2 separate regions of the Mus musculus genome follow, and region 1 is linked to region 2. The links are chromatin contacts, called in public ChIA-PET maps. All regions are on one chromosome and are shown on one strand. The core of a region is the stretch at or near the end of the contact, and the rest is flanking DNA. Distances in the headings are between cores, read along the strand shown. Region 1 has its middle 45 kb from the start of Gm36140. Region 2 has its middle 58 kb from the start of Ubl3.

Region 1 (7,022 bases), core at 912-3,411, 180 kb before region 2:
AACCATCACCATTGCCGTGCCTGGGCTTTGGAGCCATCAATAAAATAAGCATTACTTGAGTGGATACGCTAAGGTGCCCTGACCATCCACTGGTAGCATGGACAGCTATTGTGTGACTTGTGGCAGAGAGCTTATACATGTACTGGGCACAGAGATGGTGTGTGCCCCAGAAAGAATGGGACAGGCAGTCTGACTCCACCATGTTGTCAGAATGGCATGCAATGTTCTGATGGTTTGAATAAGAATGGCCCCCGTAGGCCCACAGACTTAGATGCTTGGGGGGAGGGCCCCAGGGGTGACACCATTTGAAAGAAGTAGGAGCTATGGCCTTGTTGGAGGAAGTGAGTCATGAGGGATGGGCTTTGAGGTTTCAGAACCCCAAGCCAGGCGCAGAGGTTCTCTCTCTTCTGCTGCCTGTGGGCACATGCAGAACTCTCAACTTCTCCAACACCATATCTGCCTGTGCGCTGCCTTGCTCCCTGCCATGACAATTGGCTACAAACCAGCCTGAAACTATCAACCAGCCCCAGTTCAATGCCCTCTTGTATAAGAGTCATAGTCATGGAGTCTCTTTACAGCAATAGAAGGCCAACTAAGACAATGTAAAACTTATTATTTCTAAGAGTTTTGGACCACGGTTGGACCTCAGGAGGCCACGCCACAAGCATTAGTCACCACCGTGTAGGTCATTTTAACTTTAATTTTTTTTTTCAAATAAGTACAATACTAAGTGCACTCAATATTCTTGAAGTTCTTTCTTGATGCTAAAATAGGCAGTATCCTTGGGCTGGGTCAAAATGCCACACACGCTTGAAGACTTAATAAGTTTCGTACTTGTTAGCAGATTACCATCAGAAATGTCAAGCTAATTATTGCTCTCAACAGAAACAAAAATGAAGGAGAGTCTACCCATGTCGGATTTGGCATTTTGTGTTTGTAAAGCATTTCCAGAGCTGTGTGGGGAAAGATTTAATCTCGGGCTTGCTTGTTACCTCTTTGATTGCTTGTGACATTTTTAAGTACGTGTGGCTCTGGCACATGAAAACAAAAGATAATGTTACAAGAATGGATATATATATATATATATTTAAACAGTGCTATTAGAGACAATTGAGCTACAGGGAACTGTACCTGCTTAACATAAACATTGGAATGTTCTGGAACATGTGGACCTGTGAACAGTAAGGACAGAAGGAAGTTTCCACTTCACCCTCCAAAGGTTCACGGGAGTGAACTGCCCATAGACTGGTGAATAAGAGAGAAAGGTATAGAGAGAGTGTCTCACACACATCACTTGTCAATTAAAAAAGATAGCCAATGAGCTGAGGCAGGAAGTAGGGGGTGGGACACTGGCAAGAAGAGAGTGGATTCTGGGAAACGGTGAGACCACAGAAAGGTGGGTGGGTTCATTTAACATGTGATTCCCCAGGGAGCCAATGAGTGATAGATGCTTATCTGCTCCGCCTCTTAGGAGAGAAGAAAGGGGTGAGCCCCAAGGCCACACCGTGGCTTGTGGCTTGAATGTAAGTCCGTCCCTCTGACTCTCTCAGCTGCTTTTCCAGTAGAGCTCAGGCCCACCTACCCAGGAATGGCACTACCTACCTGGGTCTGGACCGTCCTGTATCAATAATTGATCAAAAACCGGTGGCCACAGGCCAATCAATGTGTGTTACCTCAATTTTGGTTCCCTTTCTCCTAGCGGAAGGTAACTATGACAACTGTACAGGAGGAAACCTAGAGGACCTTGAATGTTACAAACTTTATTTATTTATTTATTTATTTGGAACATAACATTTTTATTGATCCTCTGGGAGTTTCACATCACGTACCCCGATCACATTTACTTCCCAATCTTTTATTGTCTGACCCGACTTGTGACCTCACCCCACCCCACCCCACCCCCAGCCAAAAAAAGTAAAAATAAAAATAAGAATTAAAAAAGAAACAAGTCCAATTTGTGTTATTTATATACTCATTGGACTGGGGCATGGTCACTCTCCCAGTGGTCTGTCCCTTGAATAGAACTGAGTCCTCCCCCCACACCTCTGCCTGAAGCCATCCGTTGTGGAGAGTACTTCAGCATCTCTGTCACACTGTTATAAGAGTTCTCTTCAGTGGCTTCCTGTCTAGCTGTTACTTTGGGGGTGGGGGCAGGAGGAGGATGGGGTTGTCACAGAAACCTTCCATGTCCCTTCCTTGCAGCTGTGCATCTGCTGTCATCGATATCACAGCGAAAGTAACCTCCTTGCTCTTCAGTCAGCTAGAGCACCATCATGGGCCTCTGCGTGGTTTCTGGTGACAGCACAGACCACAAACACAGCCCCTGATTACAGTGGACCACAGACCCTTACAAGACCCTTGGAGGCAGCCCAGACTGTGGGCTTCACCATGGCCCTCAGGTGGCCACTCAGATCAGTATGGCCCATGACAGCTGCACAGCCCACAGACATCCACATGGCCTTCAGTGACAACACAGGTCACGGACATTGACACAGACTGTCCCTGGCTGCAGTAGAACCCAGTAGGACCCGGACATTACCATGGCCACAGAGGGCAGCTCGAAGGTCCCCCGTATAATTATGGCCTATGGTGGAAGCACAGCCTATAGACATCAACGTGGGTTCAGGCTGCAGCACAGACCATGGACATCCACATGGCCCTTGGTGGTAATGTGGGCCACAGACATCAATACTGTCCCATCTTCATGTTATAAACTTTAAATAAGTAGATTTAAACTTTAAATACAGTAGATTTTATTTGAGATGAAAAACACAAACCATGAAAGAATGGGTAGAGTTGGTCTCATTAAAATCAAACATTTTTAGCTGTGCAAGAGACTGTTCAGAGAATAAAACAAAAAGCTACATCCTGGAAGAAAAATACTCGTGATTCGCATACCTGATAAACAATTTGCACCCAAAATTGACCCGTCCAGCAGGCCCAGTTATTCGTGGGTCTCGAGGGGACTGCTCCTAAAACTAAATGGGGGGTGGGGTGAGAGAGAAACGGAGGCCAAGCACAGAAAAGAGACGGAGCCAATCTGAATCTTGTCAAGGCCTCGTTGTATTCAGCAAAGCTTGTAGTTTTTATACAAAAAGATCAAAGGGGAAATAACCCTTACGCAGAAGGGCAGTGGGGAGCAGTGGTAATTTTCCTTGGTGACTACAAGGGGAAGTATGATATCTAAAAGTACATCTTGTGGTTATGACATCTGCTGTTTGTGTCATGTGGGAAGCCACATGCGCCATTGCAGGGTGGTGCTGGCCACCACTGGCCACCACACATACATAGGCAGTAAAGTTTCTTGCCAAGATGAGGTTTTGAGAGTTAACCAATCAGATGAGAGACAAGTTAACCAATCAGATGAGAGAAAAGTTAACCAATCAGATAAGAGACATGTTAACCAATCAGATGTGAGATATGCAAATGAGGTGGTAAGCATAACCCATGCATAACCAATCCGTGTGTGAGACACGCCTCTCCTAGGTCTTTATAAGCAGCACCAGTTCTGGGCTTGGGGTTTCTCTTCGCTTCTGCAATCAGTCTCTCCCAATAAACATGTGCAGAAGGATCCTGTTCAGCATCATTCTTGCTGGTGAGTCGGGTGCGTGCAAGAAGTGGTGCCAAAATCCGGGAAAAGAAACATCTTCAGGCACGAGCGAAGACCCCCTGCTACAGGGAGGATTCAGAACTGCATCACGGGGAAGGAGCGGTTAATAAAGTGTTCCCGTAAAACAGACTGCTGAGAAGGATCCGGCGTGGATTCAGAACTCTTCAGCTGAGGAACGGTGGTACCAGTAAGTCTCCCAAATTGATCCCCGCGTTAAAGGGGGATATGTTTTTTTAAGAAAAAGGAAAAGAAAAGGGAGGAAAAATGAAGGAATCAGTGATAAAGAAAAGGAAATAGTGAAGGAAAGGAAAAGGGAAAGGAAAGGAAAGGAAAGGAAAGGAAAGGAAAGAAAGGAAAGAAAGGAAAGGAAAGGAAAGAAAGGAAAGAAAGGAAGGAGAGAAGGGAAAGAGAGAAGAGAAGGAAAGAAAGGATTGAGACGATAAGGTTCCCGGCTTTGGGACATGTTAAGGTTCATGAGTTATGCTTTTTTCTCCCATTGACTCTTTGTGGGTAGGTCTGATAGTTTTGGTCTTGTTTGTTCTGATATATGGACTCTGTTACTGTTTGAAACTGTGTGTAGAGGCAGTCAAGACAGGTCAGAAAATCCTTACAGAGCAACAAGAGAGTATGTCGGAAGAGGAGAAGGGCTTAAAAAAAAAGAAAGAAAAAGAAAGGAGACACAGTGTTATCAGGTGGACAGAAAGGACAAAATAAAAGAGCCGAGGCGGAGGAGGAAGGCGAATTAGCTTCTGCGCCCCCTCCCTATGCCTCCTCAGCAGCCACCTATAGGCAGACCTTCTGTCCGGAGGTTTGGAGAGAGGTTAGATTCTCCTTGCTGGGATGTCCTATTTTCACCGACTAAGCAAGGCAGAGATATCATGAGCCTCTAGATTTCAAAGTAATCAGGAATTTGGCTGAGTCCATGCAGACGTACGGCTTAACTGCCTCCTATACTGTGACTCAGGTAGAGACCTTGAATAGACACTGCATGATGCCGTCTGATTGGGCAGTCTTGGTGAAGGCATGCCTTTCACCTGGGCAGTATTTAGATCGGAAAGCCTTCCTTATTGAATTTGCAAATGAACAGGCAGCGTCTAACTCTGCTGCAGGAAATCCAGCATGGGATAAGGATATGCTGCTTGGTCAAGGTCGCTTTGCACAACAACAGACAGGACATCCAGTGCAGGTGTTTGAGTAGGTGAATCAGATTGCCATAAGGGCGTGGAAATCATTGCTCACCTGTGTTGACAGTGTTGACGTGGGCAAGAGGGTCTGTTTGTGTGTTTCCTCAGGATCACCGACAACAGCTGTGGGTCCCAGAACGGCTGACCAGAGCAATTCAAAGCAAGCAGAGCTATGAGGACGTGGATGTTCCTGTGGCTGGGGGTGCTCCCGCTAGTGAGAACTGAAGAGCTCTGTGTTCCTGAAACCATGCTGTTGACGCATTCAGGTGTTTCCTCAATTCTTTACATCTAATGCCAGATTTTAAGCCTTAATGGAACTCAAATAGAACCCGTCATTGTTGGCAATTTTACCTCTTGGCTTACCTCTGCTTTTTCTTACTTTAAGGAATGGGTGGGAGTGATTTTGTTTGGTGCTGCCATATGCTGTGGACTGGTGTTCATGCTCTGGTTGGTATGCAAGTTCAGAACCCAACAAAAACGTGACAAGGTGATTATAACTTAGGCACTTTTAGCTATTGAAAACAGCACCTCCCCTGAAGTTTGGTTATCTATGCTCAAGAATTAGTCGGCATCTGAGTTCTCTGCTCTTGCACCCCATGGATTTATAGATCCATTGCACTGGAATGAGAGAGACTCAACGATCATTGATCAGCCCTTGCACATCACTGAGGTTTCCTCATTGTACGCGATAGGGTGATCATGACTTCCCTACTAATTCATTTTTTGGCTGGCCTCTTTTGTAGAGTTCGCCCTAGGTCATCTAGCAGCTATTGTCACACAGAACTGCGGTATCCAGAGACGGGCAACTTTCCTCATGCACAGACCAACCTAAGACACGGGACCCAGTGGCGATAGGGTTACCCTATGACGGGTAAGGCTGTGACATTAGAGGAACGACCTAAAACAGCAGCCACGGTGGATGGACATAATTGCACAGGCCTAGTCCAGCCTCATTTTATTAAAACAAAAGGGGGAGATGTGGGAAGCCACATGTGCCGTTGCAGGGTGGCACTGGCCACCACTGGCCACCACACATACATAGGCAGTAAAGTTTCTTGCCAAGATGAGGTTTTGAGAGTTAACCAATCAGATGAGAGACAAGTTAACCAATCAGATGAGAGACAAGTTAACCAATCAGATGAGAGACAAGTTAACCAATCAGATGAGAGACATGTTAACCAATCAGATGTGAGACATGCAAATGAGGTGGTAAGCATAACCCATGCATAACCAATCCGGGTGTGAGACACGCCTCTCCTAGGCCTATATAAGCAGCACCAGTTCTGGGCTTGGGGTCTCTCTTCGCCTCTGCAATCAGTCTCTCCCAATAAACGTGTGCAGAAGGATCCTGTTGCAGCGTCGTTCTTGCTGGCAAGTCTGGCGTGCGCAAGAGCGTCAGTCAGGTCTGGAGTCATCTTGTGTAATTGTTGGTGTCCTTCATCTGGACTTAGTCAGCTTGGGGAGGGGGTCAACTGGAACAGTCTGTTGGTGACCTTTGTCTGGATTTAGTCAGCTTGGGGAGGAGGTTCAGCTTTATGTCTTAAGACTTGGTGGTCATCTTTTTCACTTGGATTATTATAAAGAATTTAGTTTTGGCTCCCAACACAAAATATACAATATATATTTTCAAGTTTATTTGTTTTATGTGTGCATTTTCCTGTGTGTCTGCCTGTGCACCATAGGGGTGCAGTGCACACAGAGGCCAGAAGACGGCGTCAGATTCCCTAAAACTAGAATTATGTATGGTTGTGAGTTCCTATGTGGATGCCGGGGGGAACTAACCTGGGTCATCTACAAAAGCAGCCAGTGCTCTTAACCACTGAACTGTCTCTCCAGCCCTCAACAATTTACACTTAAAACGCAAAAATAAGAAAGATCCCAAGTTTAATAGTGGACAAAAGGTCTGAATGAACAGTATACAAAGAAGAAAGCAGGAAAGTATCCAAAAAAAGATGCCCAAAGAAGAAGAGGAGGGAAGGAGAGGGAGAGGGAGGAGAAGCAGAAGAGCAGGAGGAGGAAGAAGAAGAAGCAGAGAGGAGGGGAGGGGAGGGGAGGGGAGGGGAGGGGAGAGGAGAGGAGAGGGGAGGAGAGGGGAGGAGAGGGAAGGGGAGGGAAGGGGAGGGAAGGGGAGGGAAGGGGAGGGAAGGGGAGGGAAGGGGAGGGAAGGGGAGGGAAGGGGAGGGAAGGGGAGAAGAGAAGAAGGGAGCATTCAGAACCTGCTCAGTTCT
Region 2 (7,284 bases), core at 2,014-4,513:
CTCCAAGCTCCTGCTGCCTCAACTTCCCTGCCATGATGCAGTGTGCCCTTGAACTCAAGCTGAAATTAACCATTCCCCCATCCATTGAACTGCTTTTGTCAGAAACTGAGATTAGGCTATAAGTTAGATCTCAATAAAAAAAGGAAAAAAGTATTTAATAAGCACCCTCTGTATGTCAGAGGGAAAAAAAATACTGCTTCCTCATCCTATCTTCAGACTACTGGATTAGAAAAGCATACAGACACATAATTTGAGAAGCTGTATGAAGTTGGCCTGAGGTTCCCTGACAGTCTGTGGGATGAGATGAACACCAGTATCAGTGGTCTGGAGGAGGTAGAACCCCTATGCCCTGTGTGAGCAGGCCCTTGCTCAGCAGTTGAAGGTAAGATTTGTGCTGCCGGCTGGCCTTCAAACTGGGACACTCATTGCCCTTTTCTTCCTTCAAACTCAACCTAGAGCATAAGCTCTTCCCAGATGTGTGCCTTTGGACCTTCAATCACTATCAGCTCTCTGGGCCCCAGCCTACTGCTGCAGACCTTTGCTGGTGTATTTTCTGGGCTACTTTTTTGGGTTCTTATATCTGCCACCTTTCCAACCTTATTGCATCCTAATCCCTCCCAACTCCCCAACACTAGGTAGGAGAGAAAGATTAGCAGGGGGAAAAGGTCATAGACCTCTTTCAGCCAACAAAATAGACTACTTCCTGCTAATTAGGGGCAGTGGGTTCAAGAGTATTCAACAATCCAGCAATAGCAAGTGCAACAGCAAGAACCACCACCAGCAGCAGCAGCAGTAGCAGGGGCAGCAGCAGGGGCAGCAGCAGCTGCCATGGCTCCTCTTAGGGCTTTCCCATTCATACCCTCTCCAGAGTCCCCAGAATCAAACTATTTGTAGCTGGCAAAAATCATGCCCCTGCTAGTGCATGAGGCAAATCATAATCACCTGCTGCTAAGCAGCTTCTTATCCCATAGCTGGGATTAAAGCAAAAGCATATTCACATAATAAGTGTTTTGTTTCAGTTTTTGGTTTTTGTTTGTTTTTAAGAAACCAAAATTCTCACTACAGACTCTGGGCTTGCCCACCTCCATGACTGTGGGGATCGATCAGTTCCTTCTAACAAGACCCTTCCTATGCACACATCCCATTCCTTCTGTTTCTCTGGGGGACTGTGACTGATACACCCAAAGGTATCAAGAACTTAAAGGCTTGGCAATGTGCTGAGGAGGTATGACATCATCAGAGACTTACCTGATTGGTTCCTCCTCCAATGCTGTCCCCCACAACCTTCCTCCTCCTCCTCCTCCTCCTTCCAGATGCTGCAACCACTGGCAAGGCTTCAAAGGTTGCTCACGTCATGGTCCCTCCTTAGCTATCCAACCTCAACTTTCTCAGTTATTTCTGCTCACACACCCTCCAGGCTCTGGTCATATTGAGGGGCTGGTAGTCACCTGGCCAGCCCACACCGGTCTGTCACAGTATTTCCATTCCCACAATGTCCCTCTTTCTTCTCTGCTGCCTCACCACCACCACCCCAGATCCTTATTCTTCTCAGTTCAGGAATTTCTTTTTGACAATGCTAGGATTGGGTCCAGGATCTTCCATGTGCTAGCTGAGCACTGTGTAACTGAGCTACATCCCTAGCCCTGATATTTTCTATATGATAAAGTACATACAACACTGTGGTGATTTGAATAAGCCTGACGGAGGGCAGAAATGAATGGACCCAGAGCCAGCATCTAGTAAGCCAAAAAGTTAGGGTTGAATCGCTTGTCCCCTGTTATCTCCATGTTCTGAAATTCTATTCACCACCCTTTTTACCTCACTCAGGACCAATCAGCTTAAAGGTTAGCTGATGATACTTTGTCTAGTTAGACAGAAATATTGTACTGCATCACTGCTTGCCTTTGAACTTTTGAACCTGGTTCTTCCTATAAAAAGCCAGCCCTGAGAGCAAACTAATACCGCAATTAGGCTACCGAGACCTTTTTTTTTTTTTTTTTTTTCCTGGTCTGGAATGTTCAGTATTAGGGTGTGAGTTCAATAAACTATTCTCTTTTTTAAAAGATTTATTTATTATATTTATATGCGTACACTGTAGCTGTTTTCAGACACACCAGAAGAGGGTATCAGATTCTATTACAGATGGTTCTGAGCCACCATGTGGTTGCTGGGATTTGAACTCAGGACCTCTGGAAGAGCAGGCAGTGCTTTTAACCACTGAACCATTATTTGGGGGGAAAACTGGTTAAAAAATTACTGCTAGCATTAATATATACAAAACATTAATAATCATTTTTTACACTGTGGTCTTTCTTGTCATTTTCATGGTTTTATTGATGGTGGTGGTTTGGGCTGAGACTGGGCCTGTTACTGAGACTGCCTAGAACTGCTAGTTATCCTCCTGCTTCAGCCCTCTGAGTACTAGGATTACTAATGTGACCCACCGTGCATGGCTATTGGTCTGCTTAAAATGACGATTCCGCCCTCTGTCGGTAAGGTTGCTCTGACATGCTCTTCCCATATGTCTGCATCAGCTCCTCCCTGATGCCTTCTGATCACATGGACAGCTTGTGACGGGGTAACGGCCTCAGTAGCCCTTCCCTTCAGTGATTTGTAGACATTACTTTGTTGTTTAAGGGCTTTGATTGTTGTTTGATTTTTGGTTTGGGTTTTTTAAGACAGGGTTCCTCAGTGTAGCCCTGGCTGCCCTGGAACTCACTCTGTCAACCATGCTGGCCTCGAACTCAGATCCACTTACCTCTGCTAACTGAGTGCTGGGATTAAAGGTATGCAGCATCACACCCAGCTATCAGCTTTGATATTGTAAAAGAACACAAGCTAGTCTGAGTTGTTTCTGTTGCAATTGATTTTTTTTTGTTCCTGGATACCTGGACATTTCCTAGTTTGTCTTGGCATAGAAACTTCAGCACCAAAATTCCCAAGAACACAAGGTATACCTTCAGTCTATGGGTTGAATTCTATCTGGAAGATTTGTGCACACACACACATGCACACGCCTTCCCGTCCTCCTCCTCTCTTCTTCTATTGCCCAGGTAGCCAGGTAGACATTCCTGGGCTAAAGCAAACCCCACACCCGACCCCATCTCGGAGTTCCTAGAGCCGTAAGAGCAGAGAGCCCACCAGGCCAGACTTTGGTACTCCCCTTGTGGAAGTCCCGTGACCCCTCGCCAGCCCTCTGCGTCAACGCCCCGCCCCTTTCTTCTTGGGCTTTCCTCAGTGCCTGTCTAGTCTCTCCTCTGCGTGTGTGAACAGTCCCATGGTCTTCATTTGCACTTCCTCTCACTTCCGTACTGCTTTCTTTTGTCAGCACTTGGGTTCTCAGCTGACGTCTAGGGCTTTGATCTTTTTTTTTTTTTTTTCCAACTTTACATGCTTGCTTCCTGATTACAGTAGTCTAGAGTTTGAGGAAATGGCATGGGCGTGGGTGGGGGAGGGGTGGCTGAAACCTGCTGGTGTGACCCTGGACCCTGTTGCCTAGCTGGAGAAATGTTGCTAATGTCCCCGCGTGGGCTTGCCCTCAGCCTTCAGCTGATCTCCTACACTCGTTTCTGGTAGGATGCCCCTTCAAGCTTCCCTTTCTATCATCTTCCCGATCCTCTACTCCCCCACCTGCTCAGATCTCATATCGCCCCTTGACTCCTAGGAAGTCTTCTTTGAGAAGTCCTTTTATTTATCTCTCATTTTGCTTGTCAGGATGAAGGGGAAGAGCCTGCTGATACTCACAGTCCACGCAATCCCTTGCTTCTCTAATGATTTTGATGGCAATAGATTAATTATACAAAACAGTAGGTTTCATTGTGAGCTGTCTCATTCAAAGCACGTACAGATAATGTCCTTTGATCATATTCTTCAACCCTTCCCCCTTTCTAAAAAATCTCCCTTTTACTTCTATGTCTCCTGGGGAACCAAGAAAGGCCTGAGTGACCATGTAAGGGGCAGATAAGCCCTGAGGGATGGGTATCATTGACCAGGGCGAGTGCCTCAGATCTATGGAAACTGGCAAAGTCTTTCTTTAGGGTAGACATTAAGAGTATGCAAAAAAATAAAAAAGAACAAAACAAAAATACTAACAGCTGTAGGGATCTGTTCCCAGATTGTTGCAACCTGAGAGAGCTGACCTACAGAGCCCTCCTACCAAAACAGTTAGCTCCTCTCCTACAGAGCCCGCCCACCAAAACAGCTAGCTCCTCCCTCTACAGAGCCCTCCCACCAAAACAGCTAGCTCCTCCCCCTGTGCGGTACAAAATACGTGCGAAGGTTCCAGGCTGTTGGTGCTGCTCCAGGAGAGGAATCAAGCTCACCCGATCCCAGCTTTTCTCTATGTGTGTCTGTGTGTCTGTCCTCTGGGATCAAGTCCATAGACATGTCTTTTACTGGTTTTGACCTCTAGAGTTTGCCTGTAAGAGAAAACACACATTTGTCTTTCTGAGTTTGGCCTGCTTTACTCAATGTTCAATGCAATGACTTCCATTTTCCAGTAATGTTACTGTTCCAGATGGCTGAATAAAAATTCTATTGAATAAATACACTACATTTCCCTTACCGATTCATCTGAGCATGTAGACCAGTTCTGTCTCTTGACTACCAATGTGGATGTTCAAGCCCCTCTGGCATGTTGGCAGATGTCTGGCTGACTCCTAGGACAGGTGCTCCCACTGTGACCACCATGCTAATTTCCACAGTGCCCCATCTGGCTACTGCCAGTCTCTGATTACCTTGCACGTAGCCTTAGTGCTAACAATTTAGGTGACACCCAGCCTGGGTGGAGTTGTGGAAGAGGTTTTAGGAATCTGAGGACAGGAGACCCAGTTTCTACCTGTGGACTTCACCATCTCTATGGTATTCCCGAATTCTGAGTTCATGGTTGCCTAGCTGGAGAAATGTTGCTAATGTCCCCGCGTGGGCTTGCCCTCAGCCTTCAGCTGATCTCCTACACTCGTTTCTGGTAGGATGCCCCTTCAAGCTTCCCTTTCTATCATCTTCCCGATCCTCTACTCCCCCACCTGCTCAGATCTCATATCGCCCCTTGACTCCTAGGAAGTCTTCTTTGAGAAGTCCTTTTATTTATCTCTCATTTTGCTTGTCAGGATGAAGGGGAAGAGCCTGCTGATACTCACAGTCCACGCAGTCCCTTGCTTCTCTAATGATTTTGATGGCAATAGATTTCTGCCTGTGGACTCTGCTTCGACCCTGTGCTAGTCTCACACACTCCTGTAGGACCTCTTGTGACAGATGTAGCACACAGGACATGTCTAAAGAGTTATTTTTCAAAGTCACTGTCTGAAATGATCCTCCTCTAGCTAAGAAATTAGAAGCAGCTTCCTCTTTATACAGTGGGTTCTGGAGGGTGGTTCCTTATAACTGCACCTATGAAGGTTGGGTGCTTTGGTTCTCCTGACTCATGCACCCAGGGCTCCCCAACAGATGGCCCCAGGTGGGGTGAGATTTCCACTCACAGCTAAGTGTGCAGAAAGCAAAACTGAGTGCGAAGCTTCCATTTTGCTGCTCAGCCAGGCTAGTGGTTTATGGCTTGAAAGCAGCGACTTCCTCGTTTGCATGTGACTTCTCCATGTGGCACCTGCTGACTGCCATAGAGCGTTGGCCAAGATGGGGACCCAGTTTTCCAGTGTGGTGCAGGGAGTTTCCTGAAAGATCAGGGGTGGTCTAACCTTTGCTCCATAACTAATGCACACTGCTAACGTCTTTCTAGTTATGCTTGATAGACTGAGCCTGGTTGTGGAGAGCTCTTGGAACAGCGTCTAGGAATTTGGCAGGAATTTGACTTTGGGCTAGGACAAGGATGTAGGCTCAAGATCTTGATCATCTTGGACTTTGTTGCCTTGTTTGTTCCTTGACCTAGAACTGACCTTATTCTTTGCATGTACTTAGAGTGGTATAAAAGCAGACTGGAGAAAAATAAACCCGTGTCAGCCTCAAAACAGGCTGGGGTCATGCTATGGTGTTGTCTAATTCTCTTCTTCTTAATCCTCGCTCCCTCCCTGGAGAACCCATTGAGTGGTGGAGCTGGCTTATCACCTGGTTTTGGTGCTAAGCCTTCTCTATCTGTGGGCTCCGTCCCACAGACTAAAAAGGAGACATTGTTGTCTGTACAGAATCTATAATTTTTGTTTTGATTCATTTCCTTGCAGGGAAGGGATTAAAATCTCTGTGGATGCTCGGTAAGTTCTGTACCCCGCAGCTAGACCCTCAGTGTGATACTGTAGAATCTCTTAGAAGCATCATCTGTCAATAAAAAAAGCCGATGGCCAATGAGCTGAGGCAGGAAATAGGAGGTGGGACACTGGCAGCAAGAGAGGATTCTGGGAAATAGGGAGAGAATAAAAAGAGACGCTAGGAGAGAGGCTGAGCAAGAAGCAGGTCAGGACTGAAGGAACTGTAATTAACATGTGGAAGGCAGAATAGTTTGAATGAGTTAAATAAGTTGCAAGGCTGACATCTATCTGTACAGCATTTGCCCCGTCTTAGGTATTACTGTAACCCAGAGGGAATTTAAAGCACACATGAGAATGGAGGTTCAATGCAGCCATTTTATTCTTAAGCATCTGTTGATGTGGTGTTCACAAGGGACCCTGGCACCAATCTCCAAAGGCACTTCGAGGCAAATCATCGACTCTGACCTGCATACTATCCGACCTCAACTCTCACTTCCCACCAATGCTTTTCAGTCTAGGCTCCTCCCGGCTTCAGGAATGCTCACACCATTCCTGCCCCCAGTTAGACTCTGGCTTTCCCTTGTCTGGTACCCACCTGCACCAGGCCCTCTAATTCAGAATTAGCGCTATCTCCTCCCCCACCCCAGAATCTCCCTGAGGACCCGTGGTCATCACGTACACACGGGAGACACAGCACAGAGTCAGGAGCAGGTGCTTATGTCTGCCCTTTCTGCTGACCAGCTGTGATCCATGGTTTCCTTAGCTTCAAAACATGAAGGTTGGCCGGGCGTGGTGGCGCATGCCTTTAATCCCAGCACTCGGGAGGCAGAGGCAGGCGGATTTCTGAGTTGGAGGCCAGCCTGGTCTACGAAGTGAGTTCCGAGACAGCCAGGGCTACACAGAGAAACCCTGTCTCGAAAAAAACAAACAAACAAACAAACAAAACCAAAAAACAAAAACCATGAAGGTTGGACCAAGGAGCACAGTATCCTTCCGATGTTAACATATTCCAAGACGCCAAAGCTCCACCCCTCCTCAGGAACCTCACTGTTCTTGAGCGCGTGTTATTTCAACTGCAGCGATGTCTTTG

Evidence for each region. ChIA-PET counts read pairs in DNA pulled down with a chosen protein or histone mark.
Region 1: an RNA polymerase II ChIA-PET map of memory CD8 T cells shows a contact between it and region 2, with 24 read pairs. The contact joins two enhancer-like sites. A contact is called at or near these places in 3 of 484 Hi-C or Micro-C datasets (granulocyte-monocyte progenitors, natural killer cells and pre-pro-B cells) and 2 of 115 datasets of contacts at active chromatin or transcription factors (memory CD8 T cells and regulatory T cells).

The regions. Positions count from the first base shown.
Region 1 is chr5:148,674,945-148,681,966 of GRCm38.p6, reverse strand. No RefSeq gene overlaps it. Among named protein-coding and RNA genes, the nearest start is that of Gm36140, 45 kb to the right of the region's middle. Within about 2 kb of position 2,161, at least 50 of the 459 cell types and tissues checked have an H3K27ac peak or open chromatin away from gene starts, as enhancers often do. A contact at or near this core is called in memory CD8 T cells, natural killer cells, pre-pro-B cells and 1 more, where this site is marked.
Region 2 is chr5:148,491,415-148,498,698 of GRCm38.p6, reverse strand. No RefSeq gene overlaps it. Among named protein-coding and RNA genes, the nearest start is that of Ubl3, 58 kb to the left of the region's middle. Within about 2 kb of position 3,263, at least 136 of the 459 cell types and tissues checked have an H3K27ac peak or open chromatin away from gene starts, as enhancers often do. A contact at or near this core is called in memory CD8 T cells, natural killer cells, pre-pro-B cells and 1 more, where this site is marked.